Linked DNA regions of Mus musculus: all the other regions are linked to region 3. Evidence: chromatin contacts called from public ChIA-PET, HiChIP or PLAC-seq and promoter capture Hi-C data. All regions are on one chromosome and are shown on one strand. Each heading gives the region's core, a stretch centred on a gene start, on an enhancer-like site or on the middle of the called end of the contact. The rest is flanking DNA. Distances are from core to core; before and after follow the strand shown. Region 1 holds the start of Bzw1 (basic leucine zipper and W2 domains 1). Region 2 holds the start of Ppil3 (peptidylprolyl isomerase (cyclophilin)-like 3). Region 3 holds the start of Casp8 (caspase 8). Region 4 holds the start of Tmem237 (transmembrane protein 237). Region 5 holds the start of Mpp4 (membrane protein, palmitoylated 4 (MAGUK p55 subfamily member 4)). Region 6 holds the start of Cdk15 (cyclin-dependent kinase 15).

Region 1 (3,519 bases), core at 371-2,870, 400 kb before region 3:
CTGGAAATGTAAAGAAAGACACAGTGCAACAAGGAAGGCTCATTTAGTCACGGGAACAGAAATCCCAATTAACTGGGCTTGGTGACTGATGTCTCTAATGCCAGTACCTGGAAAGCTGATACAGGAGGATTGCCAGGTCAAGGCCAGCCTGGGCTACTTAGCAAGACCCTGTCTCAAAAATACAAAGGCAGGGTGTAAATCAGGACTGTACTGGAGAGGAGACCGAATTGGGAAATGTGGCCAATGCGGAGGGAAGCTTTATGAGTAACGGGTTTGGCTATTCACCGTTTTTTGTGTCTCTAGCTCAGCTCAGTGTGTGACCTGGCAGTTTATTATATTGGTGGACCAGGCCGCTGGGGGGCCGTTCACTGGCAAGTTAACTGACCTATATGCCTTCTTTTCCCAACAAGACTAACAAGTGTCAAAGTCATAGGGCAGTTTCAAGGACTCAACGCAGTTAAGTGCTTAGGAGAATGTCTGCTACACACATACTACACAAACATGGCTTTTTAATTAGTGAAATACTGTACCCTTAACACATCAGAAACAAACATAACGTGGGGGACGTGGTAGTCTATCATGCAGAGTATGAAATAAGACTTCCAAGAGAAATGCCAACGGACTCAGGGTTAGAGGATAAAGGTAGGGGAACTTAGAGCCCTGATTCCCATCATTTCCCACTATGCTCCACGGCCTGGCCTTCCTAGGTCCCACCAAAGTTCAGTCCTATGGGCCACCAGTACCTCCAAGAAGTTAGGCTGTTGCTGCTAGGCTATTTTCCCACCGCTGCTCCTTCAGCGCTCCGACCTACCAACTTGAACGGAAAAGAATTGACAGCCAAGATCCAACAAACAGCGGCTTAAAGCCTTAGAGGCAAATCCGAAACTCCAAATACAGTATATGTTAAATGCCAGTGAACAGAAGTGCCTTCCATGTACGAGTAAGAAAGATTAAAGGTTTGAGTACAGGGACGGTGGATGTCAGAAATACCCCTGGCTCTCCTAGAATTCACTCTGTAGACCAGGCTGGCCTCGATCTGGAACACGCGAGAGAGAGAGAGAGAGAGAGAGAGAGAGAGAGAGAGAGAGCGAGAGCGAGAGCGAGAAGTTGGTACATGGAAAGGGATTTTAAGGACAAATCCCGGTGTTTGGGGGATGGCGGATGAAAAGGGCACAAACCGGATGCGGGCAGTTTTATCTGTTGTCCCGGAGAATACACCTTCTGAAGGTCCTTATCTCGGGAGACTTTGTGATAAAGGCACATTCTTGAGTCCTGCACCAGAAGCAATTATAAACCCTGCGGGTGGGGGCCTCGCAATCTGGTTTTAACAAATTCCCAGTCCACCGCAGTCAGGGGACGAGCACCCCTTGCAAGGCGTGGTGACAGGCCGAGGTCAGACTTGCCCTCAGCACACCGCATCGCAGAGCAGGGAGGCCGGGCTGCAGTCCTCACCCAGGCAGAACCCTACAGACGCCCCGGCCTCTGCGCCCGCCGCCCAGCATTCCCCCTACCCCCGGGCTCCAGCTTCCGGAGGAGGGGTCTGGGCTGGACCGGGACGGACTGGTCCAACTCGCGGCCGTTGAGGGGCCGCTTCCCACTCCCATCCCCGCCCGGAGAGGGGGAGGCCGGCCGCTGCGGCGGAGGAAGGGGGACGGGCTACCCTGGTACAAGAGTCAGGGCAGCCTGGGGCTTTAGGGTGGGACAGAGACGCCTACCACCGCGGTGTTAGCCGGTGCCCCCGAGCTGCAACCCCGCGGCCTTCGGCAGGGGGGAGTGCGAACTGGCGCAGGGTAGAAATCTCGCGATAGCAGGCCTCCGGGGCGGGGGTGGCGCCTCTTCCTCCCCTCCTGCTCGCGTTAGTTCCGGTCGCAGAGGAGACAGCGCCGCAGTTGCCGCCAGCTCGGGGATTTCTGGCTCTTTTCTCTTCGCCTTAAATTCGGTGAGGCGAGCGCGGCGCAGCGCCGGGGAAGAGCGGCGCGCCGTGGCCCGGAGGAGGAGGAGGGTGGCGGCGCGGTTCGGAGGGGCCGGCGGGACCCGGGGCCTGGATCCGTGGCCCGGGCCGCCGCTCTGGAGGGCGGGCGAGGCCGCGGGGCGCCGGGGTGGCGGCGCGCCCCCGTGTGCGCCCCGGCCGGCCTGGGTAACAAAGCCGCCGCGGCCTCTGTTGGGTGATGTACGCGTGGGGAGTTCGGCGGGCGGGGCGCAGCCGCCGCCACCACCGCCGCGGCCGCCGCCTCCGCCGCTGCTTTCGCGGGAGGGCGGGCGGATGTACGGGGCGGCGGGGGCCCCGGCGCGCAGCGCCTCGGCGCCTGTGGTCCGCTCGGCGCGGCGGCCACCACCGCAGGCGACAGGGTCGGTGGAGAAGGGCCTGCGGCGCTCCGGGGCCCGCCGCCCGAGCCCCGAGAGGCGGGAGGCACGGGAAAGGGTGTGGATGTGGAGACACGTGCCCGGGGAGGAGGAGGCGGCTGGGGCTGTAGCGTTTGCGGCCAGCTCTCAGTTTTGCATCTTGGAAGGGTGCAAGCGGGCTCTGCGGCTCTCGGCGCCACTTTGGAATGAGGGCAGCGCTGATGCGGTTCAGGGCCTTTGACAGATAGCTCGTGACCGCGACAGTCCTCTAAGTTCGGGTTACTTAGAAAAAGTGGGAGATGCAAAGAACGGTGTAGGAGAGACTGAGTAGTTAGGTTTGTGGTAGGCCATTTGCCACCAGACAGGGTGATAGTAAAATGCTTTATCAAGGTGTAGTTCCAGCACTTACATCAAGGGGTTCCTGGAGAGGGAAACTTACCTGCACCCTCTCTATTGCCTGTTAACTGAAAGCGTCTTGGGCTTGCTTTAATTGTAATTTTGATTTAAGGTTTGATACTTGGTTTAAGAAGTTAATATTACTGGCACGGGTGTTTTTAAGGCCTTCTTTCTCCTTTTTCTAGGGTGTCTTTTATGAATAATCAAAAGCAGCAAAAACCAACGCTATCAGGCCAGCGTTTTAAAACCAGAAAAAGAGGTAACTATTTATTTGTAACTCACCCTCAAGCTTTCAGACATATCTTGGTTTCTCTCACAGTCAGGTAGCTGCATGTTACTAACCCGAAAATAATAGAAACTTGATTTTCTCTTTAACTTCTATTTCAGATTAACTGCTCCCTTAGTGTTTCTCTGCTTTCTCAAATTTCTTTCTTTCTTTTCTTTTCTTTTCTTTTTTTTTTTTTAGTGGCTAAAACCTGTGACTTTAAGCTCATAGTTTAAAGAAGAATTTGAACAAAGAGGGCTAATAGAAGGGGGGGGGCACTCCTAAAGTCCCTGATTTCACCTAGACTTTGTGGAGATATGTGAAAGTGACTCATTTATAGAGTGTCTCACATGGCATAGGTCTGGGAAAAGAGTGTGGGTAGAAATCAGATTTCAACTTAAAGAATTATAGAATGAGATTCACATTAATTTTTTTTTTTTTTAAGGTTTAGCAGAGTCTTAGATTGTAGCTCAGGATGGCCTCCAAATGCTAGGATTAAAGGCCTGAGCTCCTGG
Region 2 (3,409 bases), core at 869-3,368, 350 kb before region 3:
ATTTAGAATGCTATCCCAAAAGTCCCCCATATCCCCCCCCCCACTTCCCTACCCACCCATTCCCATTTTTTGGCCTTGGCATTCCCCTGTACTGGGGTATATAAAGTTTGCGTGTCCAATGGGCCTCTCTTTCCAGTGATGGCCGACTAGGCCATCTTTTGATACATATGCAGCTAGAGTCAAGAGCTCCGGGGTACTGGTTAGTTCATAATGTTGTTGCACCTACAGGGTTGCAGATCTCTTTAGCTCCTTGGATACTTTCTCTAGCTCCTCCATTGGGGGCCCTGTGCTCCATCCAATAGCTGACTGTGAGCATCTACTTATGTGTTTGCTAGGCCCCGGCCTAGTCTCACAAGAGACAGCTATATCAGGGTCCTTTCAGCAAAATCTTGCTAGTGTATGCATGTGCCTGTCTTCTTACAACAGTGTCCCGCAGTGAGTGGGCCAGGGTGGAGGTGAGTGGGGTGCTTCAGTGGACACAGGAGCTACACTCCCTGCTATTCTACCTGTGCTGCTCATCTCTGCGGGGAAAGGGCACACTGTTTGCTCGTTTATTTCCTTTTGTGTCTTTTAATGAAAGGTCTGAGACTGCGACGGCCTATAGAGGCTGGGAGCAAGGTTACCTCCTGAGTGCTGGGACCACACCAGCAGGGTAACGTTGTAATGATCATGTCCACTTGTTTATTCTACTTTGTTCCCTCTATACTGGTACACACAGTCTCTCCCTCGCCACATCCCCTCCCTTCCCCTCTCCTTCCTTATCCTAGGAACGCACTCTGCCACTGAGCTACACACTCACTATCCTGTCTGACTTCCTCCAAAAAAATATTCATTAAAAATTAAAAAACAGCCAGTCGTGGAGGCACATGCCTTTAATCCTAGCACTTGGGAGGCAGAGACAGGCGGATTTCTGAGTTTGAGGCCAGCCTGGTCTACAGAGTGAGTTCCACGACAGCAAGGGCTACACAGAGAAACCCTGTCTCAAAAAACCAAAACACACACACACACACACACACACACACACACACACAAATTAAAAACCATGTAATGGGCGGCTGAGAGGGCAGGCTTGGCAGGTACCAGGACTTGTTGCTTTTGCAGCAGGGCCTGTTCAGTTCCCAGCACCCACATCTGCTTGTGTCTCCAGCTCCAGGGAACCCAAAGGGGTTAGAAACAAGCAACCAACCACCCAGTTAGAATAATTCTATGATACATACTCACCATTTTCCTTCTTGATGGTTCTAGGAAGCACTGTTTAATTTTTCAAATCTCCTACAAGAGAGAGGAATTAGTTCACTTTACCCTATCAAGTTCCCACCATACTTGTTCATCTTTATGGTAGATTTACAACGAAAAGCTTAGACTAGCATCCTCTAAATGAAAATCCTATCATAAAAGTGTTGATCCTACCCAATGCAACAAGCCACCCCAGTGCGCACTTACTTTACTCATTTTCTTCAAGGCTTTCTGCAAGGGAGGCATAGCCCCACCTCCAGGTCTAGTGCTCTAGATAGGCACTTGGAGCTCCCTTTACCCGGGACACCTACTTTACTTAAGACGTCTGTACAATACATTTCTATACTTCACACTTTTGTTTTGTTTTTTCCCAAACGCCACATCTTGCTAACTTATCAATCGTATTTAAAAGTCCCAGGAATACCATCTCCAGCCCGAGAGTTCACCACGAGGATCCCAAGAAATAAATTTGCACCAACGTGGGGCGCAGCAGGCGTTTGAGTGCACGGAGAAAAGGATAAAAGCCTTTCCCCCACACTCACCCACTGCGCTCAGCACCACTGCTGCGGGAACGGAAAAGCCTCAACTACAAGGGCCGGCATGCCTGCGGGTTCCAAAGGCGTGTCTGTGCGCCACAGAAGTGAAGCCCGGAGCCCTCCGCAGGGGACGCCCTACTCTCCCGTCAGTCTCTCCTCATCACACCGACTAGGACTCGGAGGACCACGCACCTCACCCCTCGGCCCCTGAGAGCTCTACCCACAACCTCACTAAGAAGCAGAACCCGCTGTCGCCCAGCAACTTCATACAGCGGCCTGGAGTGGGAAGCAGAACGCACAGGACCAATTCCGCCCAACTTCACACAGCGGCCTGGAGTCGGAAGCAGAACGCACAGGACAACTTCCGCCCAACTTCACACAGCGGCCTGGAGTCGGAAGCAGAACGCACAGGACCACTTCTGCCCAACTCTTTCCACAAAGCCAGGAGCTTCAGAGCAGAGCGGAAGTGATACACTGAAAGAGCTTCTGCGACTGGTGAGTTGTGAACCACTGAAGGGCTCGCGGGGGCTGTCTGTTCTTCTCGCTGGAGGTGCACATCGGGCTGGCTGTGGTGACTGCAGAGGGCCGGGGGAACATGAATATAGAAGGAGAGGTTGCAGATGAAAACTGCCTTGCTGCAGGAGGGGTGAGGGTGCTGACTCCAGGAATAAAGGCTATGCCACGCGGCCCTTGATTATTCTGGAAAAGGTCTTGAGCCATGCGTAAATGAAAGAAAAACCACACGCAAGTGCAAAGAGAGCTCTCGTGTAATTGAAAAATAGCAAGTGGCTGTTCAGAGGGCTAAAGATCATGTAGATTGACAATGGATATTCCCATCTCTCCATTGTACGGCAGCTCCAGCCCATTCAAATAATGCTTTAAATGTGTCTGTACTGTGAGCACATTGTCCGAGAAAAACACCGGGACGTGGTCGTGTCATCTCACAATAGAAGTTTATTGTATAACAAGAAAGCCACAAGTTACATCAGTCTCGTTGGTAGCTTGTTACAGGATGTTTGGTCACACTGTGAACCCCCGAGATTGTGTTATTTACCGATGGTGGGTGGGAGGAACCTTTCTAGTTGTGGTGTGCCCTTAGCACACATCTTTAATCTCAAACAATGAAGGTAAAATTAGTTTGTAGAAGGAAGCATCCATGTTTGAAAGTGATGTCTAATTGAATGGCAGACAAAGTGAGGAATCAGAGAAAGATTTGACAGAATAGGATATGCCCAGCTCTCTCCAGAACAGGGAGAAAAGATGGGCTACTTAAGGGGTAGTGCAGAGAGAGACTGGGGGCAGTTTTTACTGGGACAGTTATATATAGAGAGGATGCAGATAGAGAAAACAAGCTATGCATAAGTGAAGACAGACTGAGCCAAAGAACAAGAAGCAGCCAGAAGATTAGAGAGGATTGTCAGGCTTAGTTTGAGGCCATGCAGAACCATTCAGTCAGAGGCTGAGAGAGAAGCCAGATGAATCAGGCAGCTTGGAGAGGAGTTTGAGCCAGAACAGCTGAGTTGAACCAGCCAGCCAGCGCAAGCTCAGAAAGAACTAGAAAGGGTGAGCTTATTCGGCAGTAATTCTCAGAGTCTGAAAACATAATAGGCCTAGATAAGATTGTATGGAGGCTATAA
Region 3 (3,682 bases), core at 267-2,766:
ATGAGCATAAAAACAGGCAGGTTGATCAATGGGATGGAATTGAAGACCCAGATGTAAATCCACCTATGGACACCTGAGTTTTTATAAAGAAATCCAGAATTATTCAATGGAAAAAAGAAAGCATCTTTAACAAATGGTGCTGGTCTAACTGGATATAGATCTATATCTACCACCCTGACTGCACAAAACTCTAGTCCAAGTGTATCAAGAACCTCAACATAAAACCAGATACACTAAACAAAGAAGAGATAAAGAAAATGTGGTATATTTACACAATGGAGAATTATTCAGAGTTAAAAAAACAAGACAAAACAACCAAACAAACAACCCCTAACATCATGAAATTTGCCAGCAAATGGATGGAACCAGAAAACAAAAACAAAAACAAAAACCTATCCTGAGTGGGGTAACTCAGACCCAGAAAGACAAGCATGGTACGTACTCACTTATAAGCAGACATTAGCTATAAATTACAAGATAATCATGCTACAATCCACAGACCCAGAGAGGCTAAGTAACAAGGAGCCATCTCCCTAGGAGGGAGAAATAGAGTAGGTATCATGGGATTGGAACTGGGGGCATGTGGGGATGGGAGCAGAGGGATCAGGTTGGGCGAGGATGGAGGGAGAGAGTATGGCAGAGAAGACTGGAATGTGGGGGCTAGAAACCTATCAGGGTGACCCTTGCTATGACTCCTAGTAATGAGGGGTTTGGAGCTGTCTGCTGTAGCCAGGCAAGCCTTCCAGTGGAGAGACTGGGACACCAACTCAGACCCCAAACCTCTGACCTACCATTTATCCTGCCTGCAGGATGTGCTGGAGAAAAGATGGCACAGAACTTGTGGGAGTCTCCATCCAATTACTAGTCTCTCTTGAGACTTGTGCCACAAGAGGGAGGCCACCTCTGACACTGAATTCATGGAGGTCAGGAACAAGAGGCTGGATGCCCCAGACAGCTAAGATAGAACTGAACATGACCAAAAAAAAAAAAAAAAAAAAAAAAAAGCATGAAATGTTTTCTAATCATATTCTGCCATACTTGTAGACAGAAATCTAACATAGTCGCCATCAGAGAGGCCTACAGCCACACAATAGGCAGAGCTTGGGGAATCCTACAGGATATGGGGAGGAAGGATTGTAGGAATCAGAGCTCAAGGGCACCACAAGAAAACTCACAGAATCAACTAACCTGGCCTCATAGGCACTCACAGAGACTGAACCAACAATCAGCGATCCTGATGGATCTGACCTAGGCCCTCAGCATAGCTGGTTGTTTGGTTCAGTGTGAAATCACTTTCTTCTTGTAGTTGGCTCCTTTAAACTTTGTGTGTGTGTGTGTGTGTGTGTGTGTGTGTGTGTGTGTGTGTGTTCGTTCGTTCATTCCATTAGCTCTGGTTCCACTGTCTCTGGGATAGCCTGGAACTTGCTTGTTCTAATCTTCCTGTCCCTACCTCCGAGAGTGCTGACATTTCTAGAGCAGAGGGTTTCTGCGTGAAAGGAGGTGTGGTTGGACTGGGGGAATAAGGAAGTGTCCTCCAGAACTGGCGGGAGCTCTTAAGGCGGGCAGAAAGCGAAGCAGCCTATGGCCTCTAGGGCTGGCACCAGGATGCCACCTCTAATGATTAACTCAAACGCCTCTAAACATTCGGAGGCATTTCTGTCCCCTATGCCCTAGTTCTCTCAGTTGTCTTTCATTCTGACTTCGGTGCTTAAAAGTCCAGCTTCTCGGAATCGGTAGCAAACCTCTGTGAGCCGGCGTGGAACAGGAAGTGAGTACAGTTCTGGGGAGCGCCGGCCCGGGCTGGAGGCTCGGAAAGCCCAAGCCAGCGGAGGCCTCGCCCGAGCTGGAGTTGTGACCGGCGCGGCAGGTACTCGGCCACAGGTGAGTGCTGCAGAGCAGTCGGGTTCCTTTCCCACCAGCGGGCCGAGATCCCACCGGTGGGTGTCGATCTCGCGTGGCGCTCCCCGAAATGCAGCCATCGGGGTGCCGTCGCCGCCTCTCCAGAAAACTTTATTGGACTTCTTAGGCTTACTTTCTTTGTAGTTTGGCTCAGGACCTGGAGCTGAGTTAATCCTCCGGGGAGTCCTCTAGCTTGAGCTGCGTTTCCTCCGGCGATTTTCGTGCTCTTCCCAACTCAGACGTCCATCAACTCTAATCCCAAATTCTCTCTTCCTTTCTCCTTCTCCTCCAACATCTCCCCTCCCTTTTTCTCTCCCTCTTCTTCTCTTTGCCTTCTCCTCTCCCTCCCTCTCCTCTTCCTCTCTCCCTCCCTCCCTCTGTCCCTCTTTGGTTTCATGATTTCCTGCAGAAGCTCAGGCTTCTTGAACTTACGACCTTGCTTCCACCTCCTGAGTGCTGGCAGTACAGGGGGTGGGGGGTCGTAGGGCACTAGCTCTGCACTTAAAACACCAACCCCCCACCCCCTCACCCCAACCCCCACAGAGAGGGGATGAGAGAGGAGGGAGGGAGGGGGCTACAGGTGACCTGAGGCCGGTAATTCCTCTACGTGCTAAGCAGTTGTAAGGGTGACTGGCTTGTTAAGTACCTGTAAGGAATTATCATACAGTCATATTTCTGTTTCTTCTTTCTTTCTTTCTTTCTTTCTTTCTTTCTTTCTTTCTTTCTTTCTTTCTTTCTTTCTTTCTTTCTCTCTCTCTCTCTCTCTCTCTCTCTCTCTCTCTTTCTTTCTCTTTCTTTCTTTCCTTCCTTCCTTCCTTTCTTTTCTTTTCTTTTCTTTTCTTTTCTTTTCTTTTTTCTTTCTTTTTTTTCTTTTTCTTTTTTGTCTTTTTAAAGGGAGTCCTCTAAGTGCCTTCTGCTTGGCTAGGTCTCAGTTTCATTCTTTAAAAAATTATTTATTTCTATTTTAATTTCATGAGTATGAGTATTTTGCCTGCATGTATGTATGTGCACCTGGTACTGGGCGGGGGGGGGGGGGGTGGCGGCACAGATTCCTTGAACTGGATTTACAGACAGTTTCAGCCATTATATGGGTGCTGGAAACTGAACCCAGGTGGTCTGCAAGAGCATTGAGTGCTCTTAAACTCCTGAGTTGTCTCATCGACAAATCTTTCTTTTTTTAAATAAATATGGCATTGATTGAATTAGCATGAGGACGATTAGTGCTCCCGTTTCTTACAAACCTATTTAAAGAAGACTCAAGAACTCGTATGTGGACACAGAGGAGTTGCTGGTCATGGCTGTGTGTCTCCCATGTCTCTTTCCCAGGAGGGAGAAAGGTGACCCCATAGCAGGCCATTTAGCTGTTATTTGATTTTGCCCAGTAATTTCTGTTTGTGGGTAGGTTCACTCCAGGAACTAATATGATTTCTCCAGCAGCCTGCATAGCCTGACCACCTCACCCTATCAGGTTGCTCTTTTTTCTTTTTCTTTTCTTTTCTTTCTTTCTTTTTTTTTAATCTTCCAACTTAAAAGAAATTCTAATAAGAAAGTGGGCATCTTCTTGCTTTATTTGACATTCCTCGGATTTACTGACCCATGTGATGTGTCATCCTATGCTCTCATGGGCTTAGTGCCTATAGGGGAGCTCCATGTGTTTTTTCCAGCAAGACCACACCCCCATTGCCCCTGTACAGAGGTTCATTGCCTCTTTACACAGTATCTTCTCATTGATGATTTTCAGGCTGTTGTTATGTGGTTCAAGTATTACCATGAGAGCTTCAGT
Region 4 (3,769 bases), core at 715-3,214, 320 kb after region 3:
CTTTTTAAAATTCCAGGAAGGATTTTTTTTTAATGAAGTATTGTAGGTTTTCAACCATACTATTTGATTTTTTTTTTCTTCTTACTTTATATTTTTAAAGTTCAATAATTAAATGACCGTAAACTGTTTTTACCTTGGCACAGGTGGGAGTGCTCGTGGAGGACGCTATAGGGGAGGGGAGAGGCAAACATCTCGTCAATAAAAGCTGGATTAACCTCACCTTCATTTATCTCAAGCACCACAAAGCTTCTCCTTTAAAAGCCCACTGTCCAGATGTTATCAAATAAAATGGATCAGCAATTCTCTTCAAATCTTTGGAAGATTATCAGTGAAACCCGGGAGGCGGTGATGTAAACTGGACTGCTGGGTTTAGATCTATTCTGCCATTCCTACACCCCATGTAAAATTCTTTTCTTCTTCCACTTCAACCAGTCTGGCCTATTGTGAGCATTCAGAACAGGATCAAACAGAGCTCATCTCCCTTTACAGACCTTCCATTAGTGGTTAAGTATTGGAAGATAATGTTGCATGCTCAGATAAAACTAGACCATGCCATATAAATGTGTGTGCATGCATGCTTGTGTGTGTGTCTGTGCATGCATGTGTGTGCATGCATGTGCATGTGTGTTTGCATACAATAAATAACCATATATAAGGAATGAAGAGTGATGTTTTACTTAGGGAAAGCCTCTTTGATGTTATCTGAGCTGAGCCCTTCCTGACAAAGGTGCCAAATTTACAGGGAATGAGGAGCACATGTTAAGGCTTTCAAGAAAGACAGGGCATGAAGGGCTCCAGGTAAAGAGCAGCCAGGCAGAAACCAGTGACACAGGACAGAAGGCAGACGTCAGATTAACTATGACCTCGCAGACTAGCAGAAGGAATACGGATTTAGTTCTATTAACTAGGAAGCCAACTAAGGTTTTATGCCACAGAGTAACATGCTTTTTTTTTAAGTTACTTTAAATAGAAATAGGTAACATATTTTAGAACAGGAAGTATTTGGGGCTGGTGTAGTTTACCCTGTTCTTACTTAAGAAAAGTCCTGCTTGCAAGCTCAGGAAGCATTAGTTAAGCATTCTGAAAATTTTCAAAATAGATGGCTTAGCCATTAAGAGCAGTTACTGCTCATGCAGCAGACCTGGGTTTAGTTCCCAGCACCCACAAAGCACCAGTAATTCCAGTTCCAGGGAAATGGACAGCCTCTTCAGGTTTCTGTGAGCAACAGGCACACAAGTGGTTCATATATTGGCAAAACACTCAAAACAAATACATTTTTTTTTTTTGGTTTTTTTGAGACGGGGTTTCTCTGTATAGCCCTGGCTGTCCTGGAACTCACTCTATAGACCAGGCTGGCCTTGAACTCAGAAATCCACCTGCCTCTGCCTTCCAAGTGCTGGGATTAAAGGCGTGCGCCACCACTGTCCGGCTACAAATACACCTTTAAAAGAATTGATCTCTAAGAGCAGTGCCTAGACGTCGATTTATTAGCTCGGGTATTTCATGCTGCTTATGGAAGGCACTGATTCCAAAGGCTCACATTTTAGATATTCTTGCTTGTCCCATTTCGCAATCCATGGTTGTATTCACTCAAACAAATTCGTGAGAATGCTACAAAATTAGGACACTGACGATGTCCTAATGGAATCCAGCAGTCAAAATGACAACTGGAATAGAATGGTGGTCCTACAAAAGCACTACTATTCTCAAGATGCTATGAAAGTGGGACCCAGTCCTCTTGGTATTTCAAAAGTCCCGCAAAAATGAACCATCTCACCCATCTAGAAACCGCACCTCTAAGCCCCTCAAAAGAAGAACCGCTGAACAGGCGGAGACTAAATTCCCAACAGCTCAAAAGTACCTGAGGCTCGCTAACCACCTGCTTCTTCCCCATCACGTCTCCAGGGACCGCAGCAGAGCTCAGGGCACCACAGCCGCCCGCCCCGCCCCGGTCCGGCCCGCCCCGCCCCTCCTGCCCAGGCGCGCAGGCGCAGAGCGTCATCGGGCTGCGCCTCATGGCTGCTGGGCCCGGAGCGTCCCCACCCGTCCCACGGGAGGTATTGGGGCTACCGGAGCCGAACCCAATCTGACCCCTTCGAACTAGGAAAACCTCAGCGTCGGCCGGCGTCCCCAGGAGCGGAGGGGGTTCACCCACAGTTTCCCGGGAGGTCATCGTGGTTTGCGTGGGGGTGGGCACGGCGGGACCAGACTCGTATTCAAACTCCCCACCGGAACATCCTCCTCTCTGACCGAGAGCCGCCCGGAGGCGTCGCCATGGCAACGCTGACTAGGGCGCCCGGATGTTGGGTGGACCTGATCGCCTTTTGCGGGGCCCGCCCTGATGTACAGCCCCGGTCCGCCCCCGCCGCACCCCTCGGGCAGTGCTGTCCCCAGATTCCCGGCTCGGCGGTGGTCACTGCTGGTTAGGACACCTCCACTTCGCCACACTCCGGGCCAGGCGCCCCTCGTCGCTCACCGCTTGGTCCTCCTCCAGCGGAGGCCCTGAGTCGTCCCTCATGATGCTTTCCCGCGGGCCTCCCTAGGCGCAACCGCCGGAGCCCGAGGCCGGCTTCCCGCGACGCCCGGCCTCCGGGGACTTGTGGGAGGAGGCGGCTTTGCGGAGCCTGGAGAGGCCGGCGTCCCCCACCTGGTTCCCGTCTGCCAGGGTGCTGCCTGGAGGGAGATCTGTATGACTGAAACAGCGAGGATCTCTTTCACTGGCCTGCCCAGTTTCCTAGATTCCCTGTAGGCCTAGGAGTATAATCTGAATGTTCAGTTCTGATAGTTCCTTCAGTGGGAACAGTTATAGTTTAAAATAGGTAGAATGGAGGGAAGTGTGGATATAAAGAAGATGAACAGACATGGGTGCAGTGGAGCTTCGGATCTAGGGAGACCAAGACTGTATCAACATCCTCGTTTTGGAGCTCATATACAGGCTCCAGGACTAGTCCACTTTGCTGATTTGGAAATAACAGTGTCATAGGTTTCCTTATTAGATAAATGTGTACTTGTTAACCGCTCTTAGCTTAGTTAGTCAACTAGGCACTTTTGTAAAATATAAACAGAAATAAGAAAATATTTTACAAAGTAAAATACAGTTTGTCATTAAGTAGACTGGTTTATTTAGAAGAGTTACATCTTACAAAACACCATATGAAATCTATAAAATGCTCACATTCAGTGACAACATTGTCACATACCTGCCATTAGCTCATATGGGGAAACATCGGGAAAATGCCTGAGAGCCAAATGAGTAGCTCTGTATATGTATAGGATGCTATTTATAGCTATACAATAAGGACTTCATAGTCGCAGTTCTAATGGGTCAAACACTGCTGTTTTCAATGGCAGCCGTTATTCCGGATCTTTAGGGCACACTATGAAGCTTCCAGCTTTAAGCAGGACACTAGATTAAGATTCAGTGTCAGGGGAAACCCATGCCTCTGGCACCCACTGCAGTTCTTCCTGAGCCTTCTGTATGGCGGACAACAGCTGGCCACATGCATCTTGCAAGTTGTCATTCACAATCACGTGATCAAAAAACTGGCCAAACTGACTCTCCATTTTCTGGGCTAACTCCTCCATCTCTTGTAGGTCTTCATCCTTCAGGAGTGATTGAAAAATATGTATGAATGGCACAGGCAATAAGACCAGGTGTTCTGCTGGCAAACTCGTGAGGGTATTTATAAAAACAATTATGTCAATTACACATCCTCTATATTCTATCTGTGCCCTCCCTCCAAATTCTGGATTTCTGAGACAGAGTCCT
Region 5 (3,694 bases), core at 422-2,921, 370 kb after region 3:
TCTAACTTCATGTCACTGAAGAAACAAACATAAATCAACCCCAGAATGACCTGAATGTATAACTCAACTTTTCAAGCAGTGGTGGCGCACGCCTTTAATTCCAGCACTCAGGAAGCAGAGGCAGGTGATTCTGTGAGTTTAAGACCAGACTGGTCTACAGAGCGAGTTACAGGACAGCTGGGGCTACACAGAGAAACCCTGTCTTAAAAAACACAAAAACAAACAAACAAACAAAGTTTCTTCTTACAAACACAAAATAGTTTGCAAGAAACCAATAAATTTGAAGAAACGCTACCATCATAATTGAAGAATTAACACATTGCACATTAAACCTTACCAAGTAGTCTACCAAATCAGAAAATCATTCTATCAGCGCTAATCCTGCTTGTGACTCAGGAAACCACTACAGCACAGCACTCCTGGAGTCTATTTACTCCTGCATTCAAAGTTGCTACATCCTTTCAGGGTTTTGTGTAGGCTCACATGTGTGCTTCTGTGCTATCTATCCACACTCACACGCTTAAATACACAGTATCCACATGGTAGGAGGGAGCTGTTTTCAGCTATCTTGCTTTTGGTTGGTTTCCTGTTTGTTTGGTGACAGAGTCCCATGTAGTCCATGCTGGCCTCAGACTTTCTCTCTAGTCAAGGATCACCAGATGCTCTCATCCTCCGGTCTCCACCTCCCAAGGGCTGGGGTTGTGTGACAGGCATGTGTGACCACAAATGGTTTATGTGGTGCTGGGAACTGAACCCTGGACTTCACATATGCCACACAAGCATTCTACCAGCTAAGCTATATCTTTCTTTACCTTATCCTTTTTATTACTGGTGGGGCACTATGTGGATTTAAATAATAACCTTATGTGTTTAAGTGCCTTGGTTTGAATTGCGCCAGAATGAAGGATTCTAGACAGGTGATTTATAGGGTAAAGAGGTAGGGAATAAGAAAAGGCAATTAAAAACTGTGTTATAAAGCAAGTGGTCACCATGAATACCTGGAATGTACGCAGCATTACCTTAAAATTCAGCTTTGGGTCTCTGGGGTAGCTCAGCAGGAAATGCATTCGCTGCCAAGTCTGATGACTTTGAACCCACATGGTAGGAGGGAGCTGTTTTCAGTTGTTCTCTGACCTCCACAAGCACCAGGGCTTCCACAAACGCATGCGCGCACACTTGCACACAAGCGTACACACACACACAATTAAATTGTAATTAAACATTATAATTAAAACATTTAAAGCATTTCCTTCTGCTTTAAAACAATTGCTATTCAAAGTCCTGACCTCTTACCCACTAGGCTTGTTTTCTAAAGTATTTTTCAATATGGAAATCTTGAAAAAGCCCATATGCAACCCTCCCTGAGAAATGGCCTGCTGGCTTCCTCTGCATCCAAGGCCCTCACAGAAGATGGGACAGTTTCACTTGAACTCTTTGACAACGCACTGTGCCACGCTTAAGAGATGGTACTGTAGGACAGTCAACCACTTTAACACAGACTACCCACGATTATCTGTAGCTGCTGCTGGTGCCTTCTGGAAATGCGGCATTGCGAGCAGACTCTTACCTGCAAGGATGAAAACACAGTGTTGCTCCTGGCAAGAGAGAAGCAAGCAGGAAGCACCAGGAGGCTGCTAGCTGCCAGTCACCTGATGCTCTAGAGAAAAGCTCTGTGCATCCTCTTTGGCATAATCCTGCCCTTGCAGGCTAACCCTGGACCTCTTCTAAGCCTCCGCAGCAGCCCTAGCTGTCCCTGCAAGGGAACATCTCATTTACATTATCCTCCACCACAGTGAGCTTTCTCTCACATGAGTACTACACTCCCATACAAGCCCTTAATATTTCTGTTGACTGTTTCCAGATAACAAACACCAATCGCCCCCCTTCAAATCTTTCCTACTTTTAGTTTGTTTTTTTTTTTTGAGACAGAGTCTTATGTAGCCCCGGTAGCCTCAAACTGTGTGTATAACCAAGGATAACTGAACTTCCTCCACCCTCAAGGGCTCAGACTACAAAGGTGTGCCACTACACCCACCAGAGGCTTTTACTTTTCTTAACTTCAGCTTTTCAAGGCCTAATGCAGAACACATCTGCGGGGCATAGGCAGTGGGAAAGAGTAGAGGAAAGTCGGGAAGCTCTGGGTTGGAGTCCCAGCGCAGACACAGCAAACTATAGCTATTCACCGATAGGGAAAGGGAGCCCCCAGACTGGCACTGCTGAGGGCTGCTGTGAGTTACATAGGTGCTGGTATTTCTAGTCACAGACAGTGCCTGGAGATTTAGGGTTTTCCACACACACATGAAAATTTATTGTTTTAAGCTGCAACTCAAGAACTGTGTAGAATGAGGAAAATACAGTGGTTAGGCAGCTTCTCTTAAAACTGAAATTAGAAGATTGAATTGCAACGGGTTCTCAGAGATGTGAGATGGCATGCTGCCATTTGAGAATTTCTCTGGTCCTATTGTCCAAGTTTCCATCCATTCCCACTATTAGCCCCTCCTGATCTTTCTCTGAAGGAGGTAGGTGTTCAATTACTTTGGCTTTACTAGCCAAATCTGGCATTTGTGTCTTGGCTCACAAACTAAAAATATGCGAAATGAGAAAGAGTTGGTCCCTCTCCACAGGGAGCAGCTCGGCCTGGCAGAAGACGGTAGGCGGAGAGATGCGGACAGTGCTATCCTCCTAAACCTGTTCCTCTAGCCCTTCCCTAAACAAAAACAAAGCCCACAACTGTCTTACTCACAGCAGCAGTTTTCCTTGGAGACCTTTGTCTCTGGGTTATCGGGATCAGAATTAACTTGCTCTTTGCCAGAAATTGGCTAGTAGTTAAGTGAATTAAAAACCCCAGGGGTTCCTGAGGTCTGAGGCATGGATTACAATGTGGAGAAAGAATACTGTAAACTGAGCACTCTTTAAAGTACAGTCTGCCCCATGTCATTTCTTCCACAGTCATAGAACAGCTTCGTAGAGATGAATGTCATTTATTATGAAAACTGCTGTTACATTACAGCCAACATTCCAAAACAGTATGTTAACAAATGCTTGTCTTGATTATAAAGTAGCTCGGAAATCATGATCCTTTTCAAAAGTAGTTGCCGCCTGCTGAGTCATTTCCCATGAGTCAGGCCACTGCGCTCGCCTCCGAGTACAGCAGATGAGACAGAAGAGCACCTGTGGTATCCAAACAGCTACGAGTGGCACTGCTCCAGCGCACACCCACAACCCACACTTGTGAGGCTGCTTGTAAAAGAGCAAACCGTGGTTATGCGGTGCTGTCACAATACTTCTGAGGTGGGAGAATCCCATGTGCGTCTCTCCTTCCTTCCCTTCTGAGTTCAGTGTGAGGTAGAGGGAAGACCCGCAGACTGGGCTGAGGGCCACTGTAGCTCCCTGCTTCCTCACATGTGCAGATCTTCAGTCTCCACACAAAGCTTGTGCTAAGAAGCTTACGGGCCTCCTGGGTAGGCAGTGGGCCTCGGATCAGTGAGGTTTGGAGCAGCTTGGCACGGCAGTGTTTGCACTCCAGTGTATTCCTATGTTCTTTTCAGTCAGCAGGCAGAAGATCCTATGTGGATGCATTCCACGAGGGGACCAGGATGTCATAGTCACCCCGTGGGAGCTCTCTGACCACAAATGCCTTGGTAAAGGGGCTTACAAAAGGTTAAAACTACAGTTTAAAACTTCTTCTCCCCCA
Region 6 (3,713 bases), core at 359-2,858, 460 kb after region 3:
GCATCAAGGCAAGAAGCATGGTGGTGATGTGCAGGCAGATATGGTGCAGGAGAAAGAGCTGAGAGTTCTACATTTTGATCCACAGGCAGCAGGAGACTACTGGGGCTAGCTTGAGCATATGAGACTTCAAAGACCACTTTTACAATGAAACACTTCCTCCAACAAAGGCACACCTACTCCAACAAAGCCACACCTCCTAATGCCTTCACTGCCTATGGGCCAAACATTCAAATGTATGAGTCTATGGGGGCCATTTCTATTCAAACCACTACAATTAGATCACATAAAAGTAAAGATTTAACGGAGGAAAGTTCAGAAGTTAACTATCCAGGGTACTGTTGTGATAACACATAGCCCCCTTTCTCATATTGTTGTGTATGTTATTGTGATTGACATATTATGATGGAAATAATATTATGCACCTCTCATAGAAAAAGAGTTCTATCTACAATCACAGACTACAAAGCAGTTTGATCCAGATTAGATTCCTAGAAATGCCAAGTACTAATATAGTATTTATAGACACTAAACATTAATTATACTGATATGAAAGGAAGGGAGGAATGGGGGAATGAGGAGATATGTGCATGTACACACACATCACACTCTCACACACACCACACTCTCACAAACTCTCACACAAACACTCACACATATACCAAACTCTCACACACACCACACTCACACACACCACACTCTCACACAGTTTCTGTTTCCTCTTTATTTGAAATTTGAAAAGAATCTCATTATGTAGTCCAGACTAGTCTTGAACTCATCACCCTGCTGTTTCAGTCTCCAAAGTACTGAGATTACAAGTGTGCCACTGGGGGTTGGGGAGATGGCTCAACAGTTAAGAGCACTGTCTGCTCTTCCAGAGGTCTTGGGTCCATCATACCCAGCTCAAACTCCGCTCTCCACCCTGACTCTCCACTATTTGTAGAGTATTAGCAACACAGGTAATCACTAGTGTTTGAAGGAATAGCTTTGCCCTGTCAGACTGAGATTGACTTTCGTTTGGAGGCAGAGAAGGAGTCAGAATCCTCAGCTCTCTTTCCATACCACCGTTCTGTGGTTCCTTTGACTCTAAAAGTTGGCTAGTTTGCAAACTCATTTTAATGTTGGAAAAACCAATCTGAGTCAGATGGCTCTCATCTGCAATCCCGGGACTGGAGAAGCTGAGGCAGGAGGATTACCTCCACTTGGAAACTAGCTGGGCTGCTGGGAGAGACTGCCTCAAAAGAAAAACAAGTTTGAAACCCAAGAGGCTTTCAGATGAAAGCAAGGGATAGAACACCCCTCAGCATGACCACTTTAGCCCCAGGGTAGGCCAATAAACACTAGGGTTATGCACATTCTGGGAAAGCGAGTGTATCCACAGAACTGACTTGTGGCTGGAGTGAGAGAGAGCTTACTCCAGTGTGCCCAGTTGTATTCTCTCGGGCAGAGCCTCCTTGTTTTTGAGTGTGCACACATGAGCGCTAGCTGCTGCGGTTCTGATGCATTCTTTGCACTGATGAGCTAAAACTGCTGAAGTCATGAGACTGCTCCAGGCAGAGCCCTCGTGTGAGTCACAGAGAAGCTCCTCTCTGCTGACCTCTGGCAGAGGGGGAGCAAATGAGAAGAGGCGGGTGGGAAGAGGTTCAAGGGCGGGTTTTCTCCTTGAACCTGGGCTAGTATGGGTCAAGAGCTGTGTGCAAAGAGGCTACAGCCAGGATGCAGTTGCTACCACCGTTCGGAGGGAGGGGAGGCGCACAGCTGTCAGAGAAGCCAGCCTGGAAGCACCGAGCCTGCTGTATTCGAGGTACTCGTATCCCGGGAGGAGCATCTTTCTTTATTAGTAAACCAAGCAATTCAGACAGACACTCCCTTTTGTAACAGAGTCTTATTCCTCTGCGGTAGGTCTAAACTCATAAAAAGAAAATTCTATTAAAGTCACAGAGGATTTATGGTTGTAGTTATCAAGTTTGGGGATGTACTTGTAAACCAGAAGAGGGGAATAAGCCTTGGGTTTGGCCGCTTTTGACTTGAAATAGAGAAAGTGGTTCTTCTCTGGACGTCTCTGAGCCACTAAATTGCAGGGCTGAACTGTAGAGGGCAAGCTGCCATACCGGTAGGTCCGCTGTGGATTCTCAGTTTCAGTAATTAGCTCGTGATTATTAGCAGTATCTTACTAAATTATTCTAAGGCATTACATTAAGTACCAAGGAAGGTGGGCAGGTACGGAGGAAACTGAGTTAAATGAAGAAATTGGGAGACACCCTTAAGGAGACTGGGTTAAACTGTGTAGGTGAAGGAAAAATTTAGTATTTCAGTAATTGGTACCATGGTTGTCTCTAAGAGATCTGACTTTCAGGAAACCTGCCTTTCAGGGGTGTGGGAAGCTTACAAACAATCAAACCAAAAACAAACAAACAAACAAACAAACCAAAAACAGGCAAATAAAACAAAGAAAAGGTTTTGCCAGCCATCACATTGTGACTTTGTACACATTTTGCTCCTGTACGTTCTTTTCCTCTAGCTAACAGAAGCATCCAGTTCCACGGCTTCATTTCACCCCAGGGGACTGGAGGCTGCCAGTGCCCAGAAGTTGAAGAGTAAAAGGCCCCGGAGTAACAGTGATTCTTTTCAGGAAGAGAATCTGAGGCAGGGGTTGCCATGGGTGAGTGAACTGCTGACAGGCATCAAGGAGAATTTCATGGGTGCCTGTCTAGGGAAGCTAGCCCTCACCTTCCAGGGATGCCTGTGTGGGCTTGCAAGTGCACTTACACATAGACAGATACACAGACATACACACACATGCACACACAGAGAGACAGTCACACAGACACACATGCACAGGCACATATACAGACACACACATACACATACACATACAAACATGCACACACACACACACACATGCACAAACAGGCATGCACACACAACACTCAGACATATACAGGTACACATGCAGACAGACACATACACATACAAACATGCACACATACACACACACATGCACAAACAGACATGCACACACAACACACAGACATACACAGGCACACATGCAGACAGACACATACACATACAAACATGCACACACACACATGCACAAACAGGTATACACACACAACACACAGACAGACATACACAGGCACACATGCAGACAGACAGACACTGACACAGAGACAGACACACATGGACATGGACACAGACATATACACAAACACATACACATAGACACACACGAACACATACATACATACAAACATGCACACAGATAGACAGACAGACAGAAAGACAGATACACACACACACACACACACACACACACACACTGCTATCTAATGTCCCTAGGGAAAATATAAGTCATATTTTTTATGTGTTCTTTCTGTCTTCCCACCTCTCACCCCACCCTTTGAACAGAAGAAGAGCCTCCCTTTTGGGGCAGCCTCATCTTACTTGAACTTGGAGAAGCTGGGTGAAGGTTCTTATGCCAAAGTTTACAAGGGCATCAGCAGGTAAGTGACTCATGAAGACTTTTGATGAGGGCATCTCCTATTGCATTACAAGGCCAACTGACAGCACACACATTCAGTCTTTGGGACTGAGGCAGGACATCTGGAACAAAAGGATGGTAGACATGGTAGAGCATTTGTTTTGTTTTGTATGGTTTTGGATTTTTAAAAAGATTTTATTTTATTTATATGAGTATATTGTTGCTGTCTTCAGAC

What was found. Promoter capture Hi-C pulls out the DNA fragments that hold promoters and counts their contacts. ChIA-PET counts read pairs in DNA pulled down with a chosen protein or histone mark. HiChIP or PLAC-seq counts read pairs in DNA pulled down with a chosen protein or histone mark.
Region 1: an RNA polymerase II ChIA-PET map of memory CD8 T cells shows a contact between it and region 3, with 169 read pairs. The contact joins the promoter of Bzw1 here to the promoter of Casp8 in region 3. A contact is called at or near these places in 2 of 39 promoter capture datasets (pre-B cells and stem cell-derived epiblast-like cells), 2 of 115 datasets of contacts at active chromatin or transcription factors (effector CD8 T cells and memory CD8 T cells) and 1 of 9 other capture datasets (adipose tissue).
Region 2: a contact with region 3 is called in an RNA polymerase II ChIA-PET map of memory CD8 T cells, with 243 read pairs. The contact joins the promoter of Ppil3 here to the promoter of Casp8 in region 3. A contact is called at or near these places in 1 of 39 promoter capture datasets (pre-B cells), 2 of 115 datasets of contacts at active chromatin or transcription factors (memory CD8 T cells and thymic regulatory T cells) and 2 of 9 other capture datasets (liver and pancreatic islet).
Region 4: a contact with region 3 is called in a promoter capture Hi-C map of erythroid cells, with 19 times the contacts expected there. The contact joins the promoter of Tmem237 here to the promoter of Casp8 in region 3. A contact is called at or near these places in 12 of 39 promoter capture datasets (the HPC-7 cell line, HPC-7-derived erythroid cells, embryonic stem cells and 6 more), 1 of 484 Hi-C or Micro-C datasets (bone marrow-derived macrophages), 14 of 115 datasets of contacts at active chromatin or transcription factors (the NIH/3T3 cell line, acute myeloid leukemia, astrocytes and 10 more) and 4 of 9 other capture datasets (adipose tissue, liver, macrophages and 1 more).
Region 5: an H3K4me3 HiChIP or PLAC-seq map of bone marrow-derived macrophages shows a contact between it and region 3, with 4 times the contacts expected there. The contact joins the promoter of Mpp4 here to the promoter of Casp8 in region 3. A contact is called at or near these places in 11 of 39 promoter capture datasets (the HPC-7 cell line, cranial neural crest, embryonic stem cells and 6 more), 1 of 15 datasets of contacts at CTCF or cohesin (large pre-B cells), 8 of 115 datasets of contacts at active chromatin or transcription factors (the SCID.adh cell line, acute myeloid leukemia, bone marrow-derived macrophages and 3 more) and 4 of 9 other capture datasets (adipose tissue, embryonic stem cells, liver and 1 more).
Region 6: a contact with region 3 is called in a promoter capture Hi-C map of neural stem cells. The contact joins the promoter of Cdk15 here to the promoter of Casp8 in region 3. A contact is called at or near these places in 15 of 39 promoter capture datasets (the 3T3-L1 cell line, the C10 cell line, the HPC-7 cell line and 11 more) and 1 of 484 Hi-C or Micro-C datasets (neutrophils).

The regions. Positions count from the first base shown.
Region 1 is chr1:58,391,278-58,394,796 of GRCm38.p6, forward strand. Bzw1 (basic leucine zipper and W2 domains 1) reads left to right here and starts at 1,621. Exons shown (of 12, transcript NM_025824.4): 1 at 1,621-1,939; 2 at 2,925-2,998. The coding sequence starts at 2,935. It overlaps Gm39644 (a long non-coding RNA gene), which reads right to left and starts at 1,266. Exons shown (of 3, transcript XR_003947828.1): 1 at 1,179-1,266.
Region 2 is chr1:58,443,368-58,446,776 of GRCm38.p6, forward strand. It overlaps Ppil3 (peptidylprolyl isomerase (cyclophilin)-like 3), which reads right to left and starts at 2,119. Exons shown (of 7, transcript NM_001285827.1): 1 at 1,779-2,119; 2 at 1,222-1,272. The coding sequence starts at 1,224. It overlaps Nif3l1 (Ngg1 interacting factor 3-like 1 (S. pombe)), which reads left to right and starts at 1,784. Exons shown (of 7, transcript NM_022988.3): 1 at 1,784-2,267.
Region 3 is chr1:58,793,858-58,797,539 of GRCm38.p6, forward strand. It overlaps Casp8 (caspase 8), which reads left to right and starts at 1,517. Exons shown (of 9, transcript NM_009812.2): 1 at 1,517-1,881.
Region 4 is chr1:59,117,842-59,121,610 of GRCm38.p6, forward strand. Tmem237 (transmembrane protein 237) reads right to left here and starts at 1,965. Exons shown (of 13, transcript NM_001037812.3): 1 at 1,862-1,965; 2 at 134-165. The coding sequence starts at 1,894. Mpp4 (membrane protein, palmitoylated 4 (MAGUK p55 subfamily member 4)) reads right to left here. Exons shown (of 22, transcript NM_145143.3): 22 at 3,094-3,603. The coding sequence ends at 3,412.
Region 5 is chr1:59,159,965-59,163,658 of GRCm38.p6, forward strand. Mpp4 (membrane protein, palmitoylated 4 (MAGUK p55 subfamily member 4)) reads right to left here and starts at 1,672. Exons shown (of 22, transcript NM_145143.3): 1 at 1,568-1,672. It overlaps Als2 (alsin Rho guanine nucleotide exchange factor), which reads right to left. Exons shown (of 34, transcript NM_028717.6): 34 at 2,792-3,694.
Region 6 is chr1:59,255,298-59,259,010 of GRCm38.p6, forward strand. It overlaps Cdk15 (cyclin-dependent kinase 15), which reads left to right and starts at 1,609. Exons shown (of 14, transcript NM_001033373.3): 1 at 1,609-1,801; 2 at 2,519-2,659; 3 at 3,406-3,500. The coding sequence starts at 1,676.